Regions from separate parts of the Mus musculus genome. Here all the other regions are linked to region 3. The links are chromatin contacts, called in public promoter capture Hi-C maps. All regions are on one chromosome and are shown on one strand. The core of a region is the stretch at or near the end of the contact, and the rest is flanking DNA. Distances in the headings are between cores, read along the strand shown. Region 1 holds the start of Miip (migration and invasion inhibitory protein). Region 2 holds the start of Mfn2 (mitofusin 2). Region 3 holds the start of Ubiad1 (UbiA prenyltransferase domain containing 1). Region 4 holds the start of Kif1b (kinesin family member 1B). Region 5 holds the start of Zfp933 (zinc finger protein 933).

What was found. Promoter capture Hi-C pulls out the DNA fragments that hold promoters and counts their contacts.
Region 1: a promoter capture Hi-C map of pre-B cells shows a contact between it and region 3, with 2.6 times the contacts expected there. The contact joins the promoter of Miip here to the promoter of Ubiad1 in region 3. A contact is called at or near these places in 4 of 39 promoter capture datasets (hematopoietic stem and progenitor cells, liver and pre-B cells), 2 of 484 Hi-C or Micro-C datasets (CD4 T cells and muscle stem cells) and 1 of 9 other capture datasets (adipose tissue).
Region 2: a promoter capture Hi-C map of hematopoietic stem and progenitor cells shows a contact between it and region 3. The contact joins the promoter of Mfn2 here to the promoter of Ubiad1 in region 3. A contact is called at or near these places in 9 of 39 promoter capture datasets (the C10 cell line, the HPC-7 cell line, erythroid cells and 5 more), 2 of 484 Hi-C or Micro-C datasets (CD4 T cells and LSK cells), 2 of 115 datasets of contacts at active chromatin or transcription factors (bone marrow-derived macrophages and embryonic stem cells) and 1 of 9 other capture datasets (liver).
Region 4: a promoter capture Hi-C map of liver shows a contact between it and region 3, with 3 times the contacts expected there. The contact joins the promoter of Kif1b here to the promoter of Ubiad1 in region 3. A contact is called at or near these places in 6 of 39 promoter capture datasets (hippocampal neurons, liver, neutrophils and 2 more).
Region 5: a promoter capture Hi-C map of neutrophils shows a contact between it and region 3. The contact joins the promoter of Zfp933 here to the promoter of Ubiad1 in region 3. A contact is called at or near these places in 5 of 39 promoter capture datasets (the C10 cell line, liver, neural stem cells and 2 more) and 1 of 9 other capture datasets (adipose tissue).

Annotation. Positions count from the first base shown.
Region 1 is chr4:147,867,098-147,869,992 of GRCm38.p6, forward strand. It overlaps Miip (migration and invasion inhibitory protein), which reads right to left and starts at 1,622. Exons shown (of 10, transcript NM_001025365.2): 1 at 1,272-1,622. It overlaps Fv1 (Friend virus susceptibility 1), which reads left to right and starts at 1,882. Exons shown (of 1, transcript NM_010244.3): 1 at 1,882-2,895. The coding sequence starts at 1,882.
Region 2 is chr4:147,903,480-147,906,179 of GRCm38.p6, forward strand. It overlaps Mfn2 (mitofusin 2), which reads right to left and starts at 1,430. Exons shown (of 19, transcript NM_133201.3): 1 at 1,179-1,430; 2 at 1-18.
Region 3 is chr4:148,443,089-148,446,128 of GRCm38.p6, forward strand. Ubiad1 (UbiA prenyltransferase domain containing 1) reads right to left here and starts at 1,672. Exons shown (of 2, transcript NM_027873.3): 1 at 840-1,672. The coding sequence starts at 1,362. It also overlaps the pseudogene Gm23303.
Region 4 is chr4:149,306,156-149,308,985 of GRCm38.p6, forward strand. Kif1b (kinesin family member 1B) reads right to left here and starts at 1,578. Exons shown (of 49, transcript NM_001290995.1): 1 at 1,274-1,578.
Region 5 is chr4:147,847,010-147,849,709 of GRCm38.p6, forward strand. It overlaps Zfp933 (zinc finger protein 933), which reads right to left and starts at 1,409. Exons shown (of 4, transcript NM_198619.3): 1 at 1,269-1,409. The coding sequence starts at 1,271.

The DNA of each region.
Region 1 (2,895 bases), core at 372-2,871, 580 kb before region 3:
TGGGAGGAGTTCTCTTCCGGGTGTCCTTGGTGAAATTTACAAGGCAGGAGTGGGGAGTGAGTTCTTTCTGAATTTTTATCTCCGTGTCATTGGCACAGGAAGGTAGGCATCTCTGGTTGTAAAGTATAGAAACAAAAAGGCTTTTTGCTGGCTATAGAGAACAAAGAGCTTTTTTCTGGCTGCATTTTTAGAGATCAGGGAAAACAAGCTTGGGGAACGTCTAGGGGCTTTACCTTCCAGGGAGAAACGCTCTAAGTCGGGGTCTCATACTATCTGGAGCTGGCACTGAACCCAGAACTGGAAGCATTAAGCCTTTTTCTCTGCCACAAGTCTTCTCCTGGTCAATTCATTTCTTTGCTTTTCTTTCTTTCTTTCTTCCTTTCTTTAATTTGCATGTATATCCCAAGGTCACACAGCTACTAAATGTCAAAAGCAGGGTTTGAACCAAAATGTAGGTTCCTGCTTGTTGTGCAGTGGCTACTTCCCCTGACTTTCAAACTTCTCCCTGATGGTGGGAGGAGAGAATCTCTTCAGAAGGCTGCAAATTCCTAGAGCTCCCTCCACAAGGTTGATTTAAACTATGTCCAGGGGAGAGCATTCTCAGATGGAGCTGCCTGAAAGCTGCGCGGGGGTGGATCAGAACCCGTGCTCGGTGGGACTGTCAGTGATGTAGCTGCCTTTGGGTCATGACCCCAATACGTACACTCCTTGGTTCACCCAGCCACACTTGGGTGGAATCGTTTCTCTGTTCTGTTGGCTGTGCTCTGGGGCAAATAAACCTTTGTTGACACATGACTCCCTATGAAGGGTCTGCACGGAGGAAAGCATGGCCCTGACTGGGACACAAACCCCACCCCCACCCCTTCTCCGGCCAGCTTTGGTCCTCAAAAATTATACTCAGGGGCTCTCTCTCTCTCTCTCTCTCTCTCTCTCTCTCTTTCTCAAAGATTTATTTATTTGTTCGGACACACCAGAAGAAGGCGTAGGATTCCATTACTGATGGTTGTGAGCCACCATGTGGTTGCTGGGAATTGAACTCAGTGGTTAAGAGCACTGAGCCGTCTCTCCAGACACTTTCTTTTGCTTCTGGAAGAGATGTCTGCAATATAAAGAAGCACTTCCCACTTCTCTTACAACCCCAGCCCAGACTCCTCCAGCCGAATCAGACCCCCCTATCCTTCCCAGCCCTGCCACCCTACAGGCCCCTGGAGACTTGGGTTTCGGAGCAGGCTGCAGGGGGCGAGCAGAGAAGACCCCAGCATCTCACTCACGCGCACTCAGGCAGGGTGCACACCGGGGCCTAGGCGCTTGCCCCTTCTCTACCGGTCTAGCGGGACGAAGGCACGCCTCTGTGGTCCCGAGATCAGCGGCTGCCATGGATAAAAGGACGCCAACGCTCTCCGCCCGAAAGCCCAGATTCCCAGCAGCCGGGGAATCCGCCTCCAGCAGGGGCGGAACCTCCAGTGGTTGTCCTAATTGGCTAAGGCTGGGGCGGGGCCTCCGCCGCTGTCCTGCTCGGCCAATTGACAGTGCCAGGACGCCTTATATTTGTTTCTTCGCATCCGGAAGCGGCAGTTTCAATATGGAAAGGAGGGGCTAATGGGACCTCATTGCTGATTGGTTAACTGTTAATGCTAATTCTACCAATTCAAATTGAGGACAGGCTCTGGTTGGTCAGTAGTACTCGGTTACGCAATTTCCGGATGTAAAGTCTCTAATGGCAGTGGATAGGTGGGGCTAGAGACTCCGGCAACTTTGACCTTTTCACGCGGACCCCACACTAGCAACTCCCCAGAGTGCTTTTGCCAGGGACGAACTGGAATTTGGATCCGAGGCTTGTAGGACGCAGTAGCCGAGTTCTAGGGAAACAAAAGTCTGAAGATGAATTTCCCACGTGCGCTTGCTGGTTTCTCGAGCTGGCTCTTCAAACCTGAACTTGCCGAGGACTCTCCGGATAATGACTCTCCGGATAATGACACTGTTAACCCATGGCGTGAGCTGCTGCAGAAGATAAATGTGGCCGATCTCCCCGATTCATCCTTTTCGAGCGGTAAGGAACTTAATGACTCTGTGTACCATACTTTTGAACATTTCTGCAAGATTAGGGACTATGACGCAGTTGGCGAGCTGCTTCTGGCATTTCTGGATAAAGTAACAAAGGAAAGGGACCAATTCAGAGATGAAATTTCCCAGCTCCGAATGCACATAAATGATCTAAAGGCTTCTAAGTGTGTCCTGGGGGAGACTCTTCTTTCCTACCGCCACAGGATTGAAGTTGGGGAAAAACAGACTGAAGCCCTCATTGTGAGGTTAGCTGATGTGCAATCCCAGGTCATGTGTCAGCCTGCCCGGAAAGTGTCTGCAGATAAGGTGAGGGCACTGATTGGTAAAGAATGGGATCCGGTAACCTGGGATGGAGATGTGTGGGAGGACATAGATTCTGAAGGGTCTGAGGAAGCTGAGTTGCCCACTGTCTTGGCCTCTCCATCCTTGTCTGAGGAAAGTGGTTATGCCTTGTCTAAAGAACGCACCCAGCAGGACAAAGCAGATGCCCCTCAGATCCAGTCTTCAACATCCTTAGTTACTTCTGAACCTGTCACCAGACCCAAGTCTCTGTCTGACCTTACAAGTCAGAAACACCGCCATACTAATCATGAACTCAATTCACTTGCTCACTCAAATCGCCAAAAGGCAAAGGAACATGCTAGGAAATGGATTTTAAGGGTGTGGGATAATGGTGGGAGGCTCACAATACTGGATCAGATTGAATTTCTCAGTTTAGGTCCTTTGAGCCTTGATAGTGAGTTTAATGTCATAGCCCGCACTGTTGAAGATAATGGTGTGAAGAGTTTGTTTGATTGGTTGGCTGAAGCATGGGTCCAGAGATGGCCTACT
Region 2 (2,700 bases), core at 180-2,679, 540 kb before region 3:
CTCCACCTGTCCAAGCTTCTGGAAAGGAAAAAGGCAGAGGTCACTGGGCCACCAGGAAAGAAAATGCAAAATATGTTTAATCAGGTGTTAAAGCCAAACTAACTCATCCCTGAGGGAAGCTTACTCATTGCGGTGTTGAGGAAGCAGGTGAGGAAGTGTGTGTGTGGAGGGGGAGGAGACAATAACAATGACAATGAGACAAACACATTAGCCGTGTGCTAATATATTAAGCCATGTGCTAATGCAAGGCACCAAAGAGGTCCTCGCTAAGACACAGCCAGAGAGAGAAGGGAGCTGAATCAGGCCAAGGCCTGGCCTTCAGGACTGGGGAACTGCCAACTAGAAGTGGAAGGGGAGTGGAGAGGAGAGGAAGAAAAATAGACCTGACAAAGGCCAGAGTATCCCTGCTACTGTAAAGTCTCTCCTTCCATTCTCAAGTCTATGGAGCAAACTTGGTCTCTACAGTACTAGGAAGATGTATAGAGCCAAGCAGCCAAGCTAGACACCAAACTACACTAGCTGTGACTCCAAAGCTCACTTGTGTTTTCCTACCTAAGACAAAAAGGGGACAATCAAGAGTCCTTTTCTGACGAAGGGAGAGATGATTGGCAAAGCTAGAAAACAGGATAGAAAAGTACTACAAGAGATGGAGGCCAGTAGTGTTGCCTTTCTCCTTCCAAACAGCTATCTTTTTCAGTATTCACTGTGGCCTTTCAATGTGTTAGGTGCTAGGGTCAGGGACGGATTAAGAATAGCTCCAACCCTCAGAGTCTTAACGGTGCAATGAAAAGGCATATAAGTAAAAAGACTTCCACCGTAAGTGGGGTACAGTGAACCGGGTGCTGAAAAAAAAAAAATGCTGGCAAAAAAAGAAAAGTACTGGATGAAAACCGGGAATGGGTCAGGGACCTTGAATGGAGATCACAGGGCTGAGACATCAGGGTGTGGGGAGCTGCGAGGAGGAGCCCACCTCCCAGCCTTCAGTCCGGTGGCCCGCCCCCTCCTCAGAGCCGAGCAGGGCTTGACGGCGAGGCCGCAGCAGGGGAAACGCCCGTGTGACCCGAGCCTGAGCCCGAGGCCCAGAGGCCCCAGAGGCCCAGCGTCCTAAGCCGGGTGGCTCAGGACTCTCCCGGCCCGGGCCTGCCGGTTCCACCACCCCGGCGCGCTCGCCCTCTCACCTTCACCTTCCCGGCCTCGCGGCGGCCATCACACCCAACACGTCACTAGCCGGCGCCACACCGAGAGAAGCGGGAGGGGAGGGGGCTGCGCTCGTCACTCGCCCCGCTGCAGCCCGGACGAGCCGATGGCCTCTGAACGCTGTCACCTCAACCTTACCACTCCTATACCACAGTGTCTAGGAACTCCGCGCTCCAAAAGGAGCCCCCGCGTGCCTGGTAACCGTCCCGTGTCTCGTGCAGATGACGTAAGCTGTAGGGTGGGGCTCCCAGCGCGTCATGGGAGTTGTAGTTTGGATCAGCGTCCGTCAGGGTGGGGTAGGGCGGAGCCTCGAGCTGTCAAGCAGGGGTTGGAGGGGTGGGAGAACGGGACGGGGGTTGGGGGAGGGGAGAGGGTGGACGGCGGGGAGGGGAGCGGGCAGGACACGACAAGGGTACCGATTAGAGGTTTGCGTGCGCCTTTTTTGTTGTTGCGCCTTTTTTGTTGTTGCTGCTCCAGAATTTGACCCTGTATAACACCTGTCAGTTTTGAAATCCAGACTCGCATTTCATAATCCGAGTGTCTTCAAAGGGAACAAACAGACCGTTAGGGTGAAGTAATTGTCCTTCAGTTGCCTTTGAGGCAACTAAACAGCAGCCACAACGCATCAGGCAGCTACTAGGTGACAGTCATTGCACTGGCTATCTAACATGCAGTTTTTAATTTTCACTCAGTCCCAGGACATTCAGGACATGATTATCCAACCTCACATGCCATTCACTGGCCCCTCATTTTGTTCCAAGAACTGGGATACTGCATTGGACCCCAAGCTGGGAGGGCTCCAAGCCTGGGCTCTGTAGTAACACCCACCAGCCACTTGTAGCTACTGAGACCCTGAAATGCAGCTGCTACAAACTGAGAAATGCCCCAATGTTTAATATAAAAAGAAATGCAAACTACCTTATTAGTAATTTTATATTGATGTGTTGTTATAGCTTTGGATAAACTGGGCTAAATGAAATACATTATCTTAATTAAATCGCCCCCCCCACCCCGTTTCTTCTTACTTCTAAAAGTAGAGCTAATAGTGGCGGTCACAAAAAAGGCTCAGTAGGTATAAATGGCTGCTACCAAGCCTGACAGCTTGAGTTCCATCTCCAGGAACCCACACGGTGGAAGGAAAGAACCTGCTCATAAAATGTTGTCCTCTAACCTCCGTACAAGAGCCAGGGCACGTGTACATCAACCACACACGATAAATGAATATGGTTGGGGCCTAGAGAGATGGCTTTTACAGAGGACCCAACACCTACATGTTAGCTCACATCGGTAACTACAATTCAGGGGATCCAGTGTCCTCTCTGTCTTCCAGGGGGAACCAGGCACACTTCTGATACACTTCCATACATGCAGGCAGCATCCCATACACATTAAATAAAAACAACAAGCCAAGTATTTAAAAGCAGATAATATGGCTAGCTGAATATTTTAACTGTGTCTGTGGCCCATGCGACCTTGCTTTTGTTTGTTTGGGGGCAGGCTTCC
Region 3 (3,040 bases), core at 422-2,921:
CCTGGCTGTCCTGGAACTCACTCTGTAGACCAGGCTGGCCTCGAACTCAGAAATCTGCCTGTCTCTGCCTCCCAAGTGCTGGGATTAAAGGCGTGCGCCACTACTGCCCAGCTTAAAATTTTATTGATATGTGTGTGCACATGTGTGCTGATGCCAACTGGGGCTCCAAGGGGGTGTTGGATCTCATGAAGCTGAAGTTAAATATGTTTGTCAGGCACCCAACATGGGTGCTGGGAACAGAACATGGGTCCTCTATAAAAGCAGTTTTATATATAGTGCAGTTGAGTTTCCCACCTTTGGGGAAATCACAGGGGTCAGCATATTGGAGTACAATAGAGAAGTCTTGGCCAGGAAAACCACCTTTGAGATCATGGCATCTCCCTTGCCAGGTAAGTATGAACATTTATTTATTTCTGTATTTTATGTACATGAATGCTCTGTTTGCACTGTAAGCCTGCATGCCAGAAGAGGGAATCAGATCCCATTACAGATGGCTGTGAGCCACCATGTGGTTGCTGGGAATTGAACTCAGGACCTGTGGAAGAGCAGCCTGTGCTCTTAACCACTAAGCCAACTGTAGGGGGGTCTCCAGCCCACAGTAAGAGATCTTAAAGGCTAAGCCATGTCTCCATCGGGGGAGCAGTGTTCATAATCCACTGCCAAACCAGTATTTTCACAACTTAAGGTTTCAAAGTATCCACGATACACACATTTTGGATTTCCAGTCAAGTGGCCTACTTTAGTAAGGCGTCTTTGACACGTCTACCATTCCTATGGAAGGTAGCAGTTTCCAGTTTAGGCAACTGGGACCTTAGAGCAGGAAACAGGCCAATTCTTACCTCCTGTGTAGAGAAAGGAGCCAGACAGGCCTCCGAAGTAGATGAGAGCCAAGTGTTCCAATTTCAGAGCGGACAGGTAGTAGAGGCAAGCAGCACAGACGCAGCCCAAGGTGTAGAGGAAGACTCCAAATCGAACAACATCCTGGGGCTCCAGAATTCTGTCCACCAAAGTTCTGTCATCACTCTTTTTGTGGTCAATGCCCTTGGAAAAGTCATAGTATGTGTTGACCAAATTGCCGGCCCCGTGTACAGCCAGGACAGCCACTGCACAACCCAACAACAGCCTGGGATCCAGGACACCCTGAGACCTGTAGGCCAAGGCACTGCCCAGGGCCACAGGGGTGAGTGAGGCACTGAAGCTCCAGGGCCTCAGGGCCAACACGTAGGAGGCGCACTTGTGCCTCCAGGATCGTTCGGGAAGCCTGTCCTGCTCGGGCCATTCGTTCTTCTGCGGGTCCCCGACCTTGGCTGTCTCTCCTGCCAGGATATTAATCTTCTCCCCCGGGGCCTGTACCGCAGCCATGGAAGCTACACGTGGCTAAAGTCAATTCTAAAAGTGAGCCACTCAAGGGGACCGCCCCAGGACGGAGACAGGCGGGACAGCCTGGCCTGACCTTTCTCTGGTTCCGCCCCCGGTCAGGGTTTGGGAGGCGGGGAAAACTGAAGACAGCAACCAGGCCATGCACCGCCACGGGGCCAGCGGCGCTGCCCGCCCACCTGTCACCTGAGCGAAGCCTGTCTGGGGTCGCTTCCCCCGTGCCACAACTCAATAACCCGCCTCAGCCCGCAACCCCTATCGGGCGGACGGCGCCGCCATCTTGTGCGTCGGCCTCAGGAGGCCGGCCCGGAAACTCGGACCTGGGGCGGGCAGGGCCCGGTGAAGGCCGGCGAGGGGCGTGGTCGGAGAGGGGTGTGGTCAAAGGCCAGAGCCCAGGTTCAACAAATTAGCTAAAAGCAAGTCACTGGAAAGAAGCAGCTGTTTAGCCCTCCTGGGATTTCAGGGCGTGTCGCTTTGCGTTATACTGGGCAGGTTCACTTACTGAAATAAGAAATAAGACTCATTTGTGGTTACCCCAATACATCCTACGTTGAAAGTATTGTGCGCATTGCTGGGCTGGTGGTGCATCCTTATGGCCCTAGAACTTGGGAGACGACGACAGGAAGAGAATTCAAGGACATCCCTTATTATATAGTGAGTTTGAAGCCAACTCAAGCTTCGTGAGATTATCTTTTTGTTTGGTTTTCGGTTTTCAAGACAAAGTTTCTCAGTGTATGTAGCCCTGGCTGTCCTGGAACTCACGCTGTAGACCAGGCTGGCCACGAACTCAGATTTACCTGCCTCTGCCTCCCAGGAGCTGAGTAAGATTAAAGGTGTGTGCCACCACCACCCTGCAAAAAGGAGATGGAGAAGAGGGAAGGGAAGGAGAAAGGAAAGGAAATGGAAGGGAAGAGAGGAGAGACCGAAAGAAGAAAAGAGAAGTGTTCATAAGCCAAGAGCTTGGAAAAGAAAATGCGGTACTATGTGATGGAACATGTATGTATAGCTGGAAGAAAAAGAAGTAGGAAGCTTTCTGTGTACTAAGATGTAAAGACCTACATGGTTTTTTGCTTTGTTTCTGGAGACAGGGCCAGGACTGATGGCTCAGCGGTTAAGAGCATTAGCTGCCCTTCCAAAGAACAGGGTTTGATTCCTAGCACCCCCAAGAGCTCACAACTGCTTGTATCTCCAGTTCCAGGGGATCTGACCCCCTATTCTGGCCTTTAAAGGCACCAGGCATGCATACATGCAAGAAGATCACACTAGATATACATATATACAGGCAAAACACCTATTCATAAAAAATCCAATAATAAAATGGCAGGGGCCTATATAGCTCAGGCTGGCTAGAAATTGGCAATGTAGCCCATAATGACCTTGAAATTTTGATCCAACCTTGAATCTCCTCCAACTCCCTGAGTGCTGGAATTACAAGCATTCACCCACACTTGGTTTTATGGGGTGCTGGGGATTCCACATGCTAGGCAGATAATCTACTATCTGAGCTACATCCCAACCCTACACCCTGCAGGCTTTTGTGAACATCCTAACGTGGGAACTGCCCCTGAGTCCTGTGAAAGAACAGCTGGTACTCAACGAGAGTTGAAATGTTGGAGGGAGGGGATGCTGCGATGGGGATGTAAAGTGAATTTTAAAAAATAAA
Region 4 (2,830 bases), core at 328-2,827, 860 kb after region 3:
AAACAGTTATTCAAAGCTGAACACCACTTTTCTCTGGGTTGAGACAGGCACATCATGACACAAAGCAGCATGCTTAGTGTTGGCAGAACAGCTGCTTGGACCAGAGAGAGCTACATAAGCAAGAGATCTGTTGACAATCTAAATTAGGCTACCTCCAGATTCCACAAAGATGACAACCTGCATCCTCCGAGATACTGCTGCAAGTCTTCTCTGCTACCAGTTTATTCCACTTTCCCTAATCTCTGCACGAAGAGATACTATGCAAATCTATGCACGCCATGCAATACGCCAAGAGCCTCCAATATGGTAAAGTGGCCTTAAACATCAACAGGCCTTCGAGGGCCAAAGCAGCGGTGGATTGCGATGATAAGGACAGAAACACAGAATTTCACCCCAACAAGAATGGAATCTTCAAGCCAGTTTACCCTGAAGGCTCATATAGCAATTCACCAAAGAGAAAAAGTGATTTGGGAGCTCAATTTTGCATTTCCAGTCGGTGAGGGTTTGCGTTGCATGAACAATGACTAGCTTGCTCTGAGTGGCCTCCCAACCCCCACAACTTGGCTTCTGGTGCGGCCAGTCACCCTGAAAGCTGCCAGGGCTGTCACTCGGTGCCTACCAGCAACCGGACTTGGCTCCTAAAGGATTTGTCAGATCATCCTCCCAATATGGCTGCCAGAGTGATCCTGGTCGGCTGAACGTCGAGCCCACACCAGCCTTCCTCCCATCTGGCCAGCATCCAACAAGCCCCCTCCCTCTGCATCGCTTCCTCCGTCCAGCCCTTGCGCCCTCCGCTCTGTCGGATGCCCTTTCCTACCTTCATCGGGCTCAGGGGCATTGCCACATTCCCGGTTGGAACCCTGATGCCAACCACAATAGGGGGTGAGAGAGCAGATGAGGGGGGAGAGATCGGCTGGCTCCTCAGAGCTGCAATGTGCGCACATACGGCGGGACAGCGACCGATCTGCTGGCCCGCGGACAGAGCGGGGCCTGGCAGCCCAGGGGAAGCGGAGGGCTGGTGCAGGGCACTGCAGGGGACCGGCAGGCCGCTGGACCAAAGCCCGGCGCTCGCGGCCGGCCGGCCAGGTCTCTCCACGGAGGGCGAGGCTCCTCACCGCGGAGCCAGAGCCCCGGCCGGCCGCGCCGCTTCCTCGCTTTGCCCCCTCCAGGCCCGTCACCGGCCGGGAGTCCCTCCCGCGGGAGCGGCCCCCTACACCGGCGCCGCGGCACCACCGCCCACCTCGCCTCGGCCGCCCCACCTCAGCCTCCTCACCTCAGCCGCGCTGCGGACAGACGGGCGAGCCGGCCGAGTCAGAAGACGCCGAGGCGCGCAGGGGCGCGGGAGGCCGGGCACCGACGCACCTCAGCGCAGGCAGCGGCCGCCGCGAGCCGCAGGGCGCCGCTCCGCAGCCCCATCACGCGGCCGCCCAGCTCTGCATCGAGGATTGGCGGGAGGCCGGGGCGCGGCTGTGGATGCGGCGGAGGAACAGAGAGAAGCCCGGATCCGAGCTGTCGCCTCCCGGGACCACTGCCGTCTGACTACACCGCGACGCTGCTCGCCAAACTCCGCCCGAAGCCGCCGGCGCGGGACACCGCCCCGAGCTAGAGCGCCGAGCGTCACCTCGGCCCGCCCAGCAACCGAGACCGACGCGGAAGGTGACCAATCGCGATGAAGACCTTGAGACAGATGACCAATAGTAAAGCGTGGCTGGAAGAGGGGGCGGGAGGTGCCGGCGGAGCGACGGAGACACTCGAGCGCCCCCTGGTGGTACGGGAGCCGATGCGGGTGCGGGTGCGGGCGTGCCTGGTGGGCGAAGCCGGTGTCCAGAGTTCCCTCCCGGGTGACCCCCGGAAAGGTGTTAGTGGGTAGCAGCCGCGCCTGTGTAGCCGAATGACCCGCTTCGTAAGGGGACAAAAAGTGGCTCAGTGACCGGGCGGGACTGGACGGTCCAGATGCCATCCGGAGAGCTGGGATTATGTGGGAGCGGCCGAGTGTGGAGTCATTGTCCGTTTAGAAAAACAGCTCAAACGGTGAAGCCACCGAGCCCGGCGCGGTGGGAACGGAACCACGCTCAGGCATGAGTGTATCCAGCAGAAAGCTTCCTAGCCTATTCTTGTCGAACCCCAGCACAACACCTCCCACACGCCACCTTGGGAGAAAAGGAGGAATGAGTAATGGGAAAGCATGACTTAGTGGGCATTCAGCGTCTCCTTGGGAGATGGCGTGCTGGTGTGAGCACAGGAACAAAACGCTTTGTATCGCGCCCAGTGAATGGACTGAGCGGCCTGAGAGAGATGCCCCTAGAGGGGGTTACCAGGGCTCATAAGAACACAAAAGCTCTATGAGCCATGTTTTTTAAAAATCAGATTTAGGTTCAGCTCAAATGAAAAGCCCCACAGACGTTCATAAGCAGCTCAATTCAGTGCTTAGTAAAATATCACAATGACAACCTGCCAATCACACTGCATTTTAAGGTTAGAGGATGTGGTTTGGATTTATTAGCAGAAATTGAAAGTAAGATTTTTTTTTTTCTCTCAACCCTGACTTTAATACAGAATTACTGGGTAGAGAAAGGCCTACACACTAAAACGTGAGAATTAACTTTCTACACTAACGACTCTGGGCAATCACCATGCCACTGAAGTTCCAGACTCCCACTATTCCACATTCATTGGACACTTCTCATTGTGTTTATTTACTTGTTTGTTCTTGTTTGTTCAAGACAGAGGGTCTTGGTAGCTCAGGCTCTCCTGAAACTCACCAAGCAGACAAGGCTGTCTTGAAACCTACAGAGAGATCTGTCTACCTCTGCTTCCTGACTGCTGGGAT
Region 5 (2,700 bases), core at 159-2,658, 600 kb before region 3:
GACTCAGCCTATTTACCTAGCCTAGTCCTGAAGGTTTCTAGTCTCTGGACAATCCCAGCTTCAGAGATTTACTGCTGAATAAGCTCGCCTTTCCTAGATTTTCCTGAACTCTTGCTGGCTGGTCAACTCAGCTGTTCTGACTCAAAACTCCTCTCCACACTGACTAATTCAAAATCTTTCTCTCTCTCTCTCTCTCTCTCTCTCTCTCTCTCTCTCTCTCCCCACCCCCCCCCATCACATGGAAAGCCTTACTTGAAAAAAAAAAAAAAAAACAGCCCTCAACACTACAGAGTTGTTCCTTTGCAAGAAATTGACAACAGTGTAGTCTTGCTCATGTTGCAATCTCTCTCTCTCTCTCTCTCTCTCTCTCTCTCTCTCTCTCTCTCTCTCTCTCTCTCTCTCTCTCTTGCTCTCTTCTCACTTTCTCTTTTTCTCCTATTCTCTCTGTCCCCTGCCTGCTTTCTCTTTCTCTGCCTCCCTCTCTCACCATGGTAACTTCCTTGACCTCGGTCCTTGGGGCCAGTGAACAAGAGCGGCTTCCCAATAAACTGACATTTAATATAATCCAAGCTGGCTTGAACTGGCTCATTTGAGCAGCAGAGAACAAATAACTTATCAATGGGAATGGCCTAGCAGCTGGTTGTAAATCTGGTTTGTCTCCTTTGTTCTGCTCTTCAGCCATATTTCTGGACAATCCTAGTGAACAAAAATGTGTATCCTAGCATCCTATCTAACAGACATGGTTAGCATAGTACCCATCTGTAGGGTGTTTTAGATGGCATCCTCACTTATCTAAATTCTATGTGGTGTGACTTACCCTCTCCTAAGCACTGCAATTCCTTTACATCATAAATCCTATTCTTCTACATCACAGATTAACATTGTAGTGTTACCCAACACGTGAGACACCTTTTACAACCGCCACAAAATGAACTCCAAATGGACCTTACAACTAAACGTTAAATGCTAAAGGAAAAAAGTTGTAGAAGATACTGTGAGAAACCAGGTCTCTTCGAGTTTGGCATCTTGCCAAGGATGATCCTGCACACAAGTCCTTACTCCAAATGCTTGGCGCAGAAGCAGTCCGGATAGTGACGTTATTCAGAGCCCACTACCGGGTCCAGGGAATGACTAGAACTAAAACAGACCCCACAGGTGGCCACATCTGGCCTCCGCTTACCACCCAGTCCCGAGGAGAACCCACCACACCAGCTCCCCAGGTTCATCCGCCTGCTCCTCCCCGATATGGGCAGTGACCCTGTACTCACCATGTCGAGACTTAGGACCTTGCCTGAGCGTCCCTCAGACCACCCACTACTAACTTCCCCTTCTTCCTCCTGAAATCAAGGTGGAGAGCTTGCATCTGTAATTCTCAAAATTAACCTGGAAGCCTCCTCTGCCCCGGAACTACGTAAGTTCCTGGAATGCTGGGAATTGTAGTTCTTTGGAAATAACAAAGGCTCATGGGAAAGTACGGTGGTCTAGTTGAATATCTAAAAAGAAACCGCTGTAACACGTGACTGAGGCCGTTCGCGCTGGCAAATTCCGGGGGAATTTTACTGACCCAGGTCTGTCTCTTGGTCAGTATTTAATATTTAATAAATGCCTGCTTTAAATTTGGTTCAAAATTGTTGAGTTGGTCTATTTCCAGCAAAAATCAGGATTAGCGTACAGAGGTTCATAGGACGATAACTCTACCCCACAGTCTCTCTTCAATACGTACACTGGAGAGTGAGCTGAGCTGCCGAGGGCACTGAGTGCCCTAGCTCCAGATTTTTACATCTGGCAACCAAAGTAGAATCCTCACAGAAACAAGCAGTCTCTAGTAGAAGCTAAGATAAGCAGTTAGCCAGAGGGGGTTCCAGCACAAACAGGTTGAGATAAGTTAGCAAGGATATCCTGACCTTGGGTTCCTAGAAGTGGAGTTGAGTAATTTTCCTAGAATTCTTGATCAAGGAAATCAAATTCTAGTTAAACCTGAAATGGCCTCAGCGACAATACATGATGGAGGAGTGATGGGGTCTCTGTCCAGCATCAAGAACGAGAAATGAAGGCAGACATGGTTTAGCATAGGTAGAGGGATCGCTTGACCTTGAGGCCAACTTGATCTATAGAGAGAATTCTAGAACAGCCAGGACTGCAGAAAGGAACCTTGTAGTGCCAGCCTGTGGAAGAGTCAAGGCTTGGCCAAAGTGTGAATGACTTTACTGGCTTCCTGTGAAATCATGGTAGTCGCATGGAAGGTTGTACGCTGGACATTATAACTAGGAAATGTCTGCAATGGGGGAGATGTGGAGACCCTCCTCAGCTCTTCCTTCCTGTGCTCTAGCCTGTTCTAAACTCAAGATCGTCCCATAAAAGATAAGCCACTGAGTTCATCCTTGTTGAACATTCCCCAGGCTTTTTGCCTTTGCCTCTCTGTGAACACATGGAGGATGCATCTTCTTACCTTTTTAGGACTCAGAGTTCTGTCCATAGAGAGGAAGAAGGGCTGTGGGTGACCAGGGATTTCCCTGTGGCCAGCACCTGAGGGCTGAGGATGGCTTCCTAGGATGGCTGAAACTGCAATTGTCCCAGGAATCACAAGCTTGGAGAAGGAAAAAGGCTGCCATTCCTCGGGGCAGAAATTAGAATCGGAGAGTTCTGACTGGTCAGTCCTCCTTGCAGGAGAGACTGGGTTGGAAGTGATAGGCTAGTTTA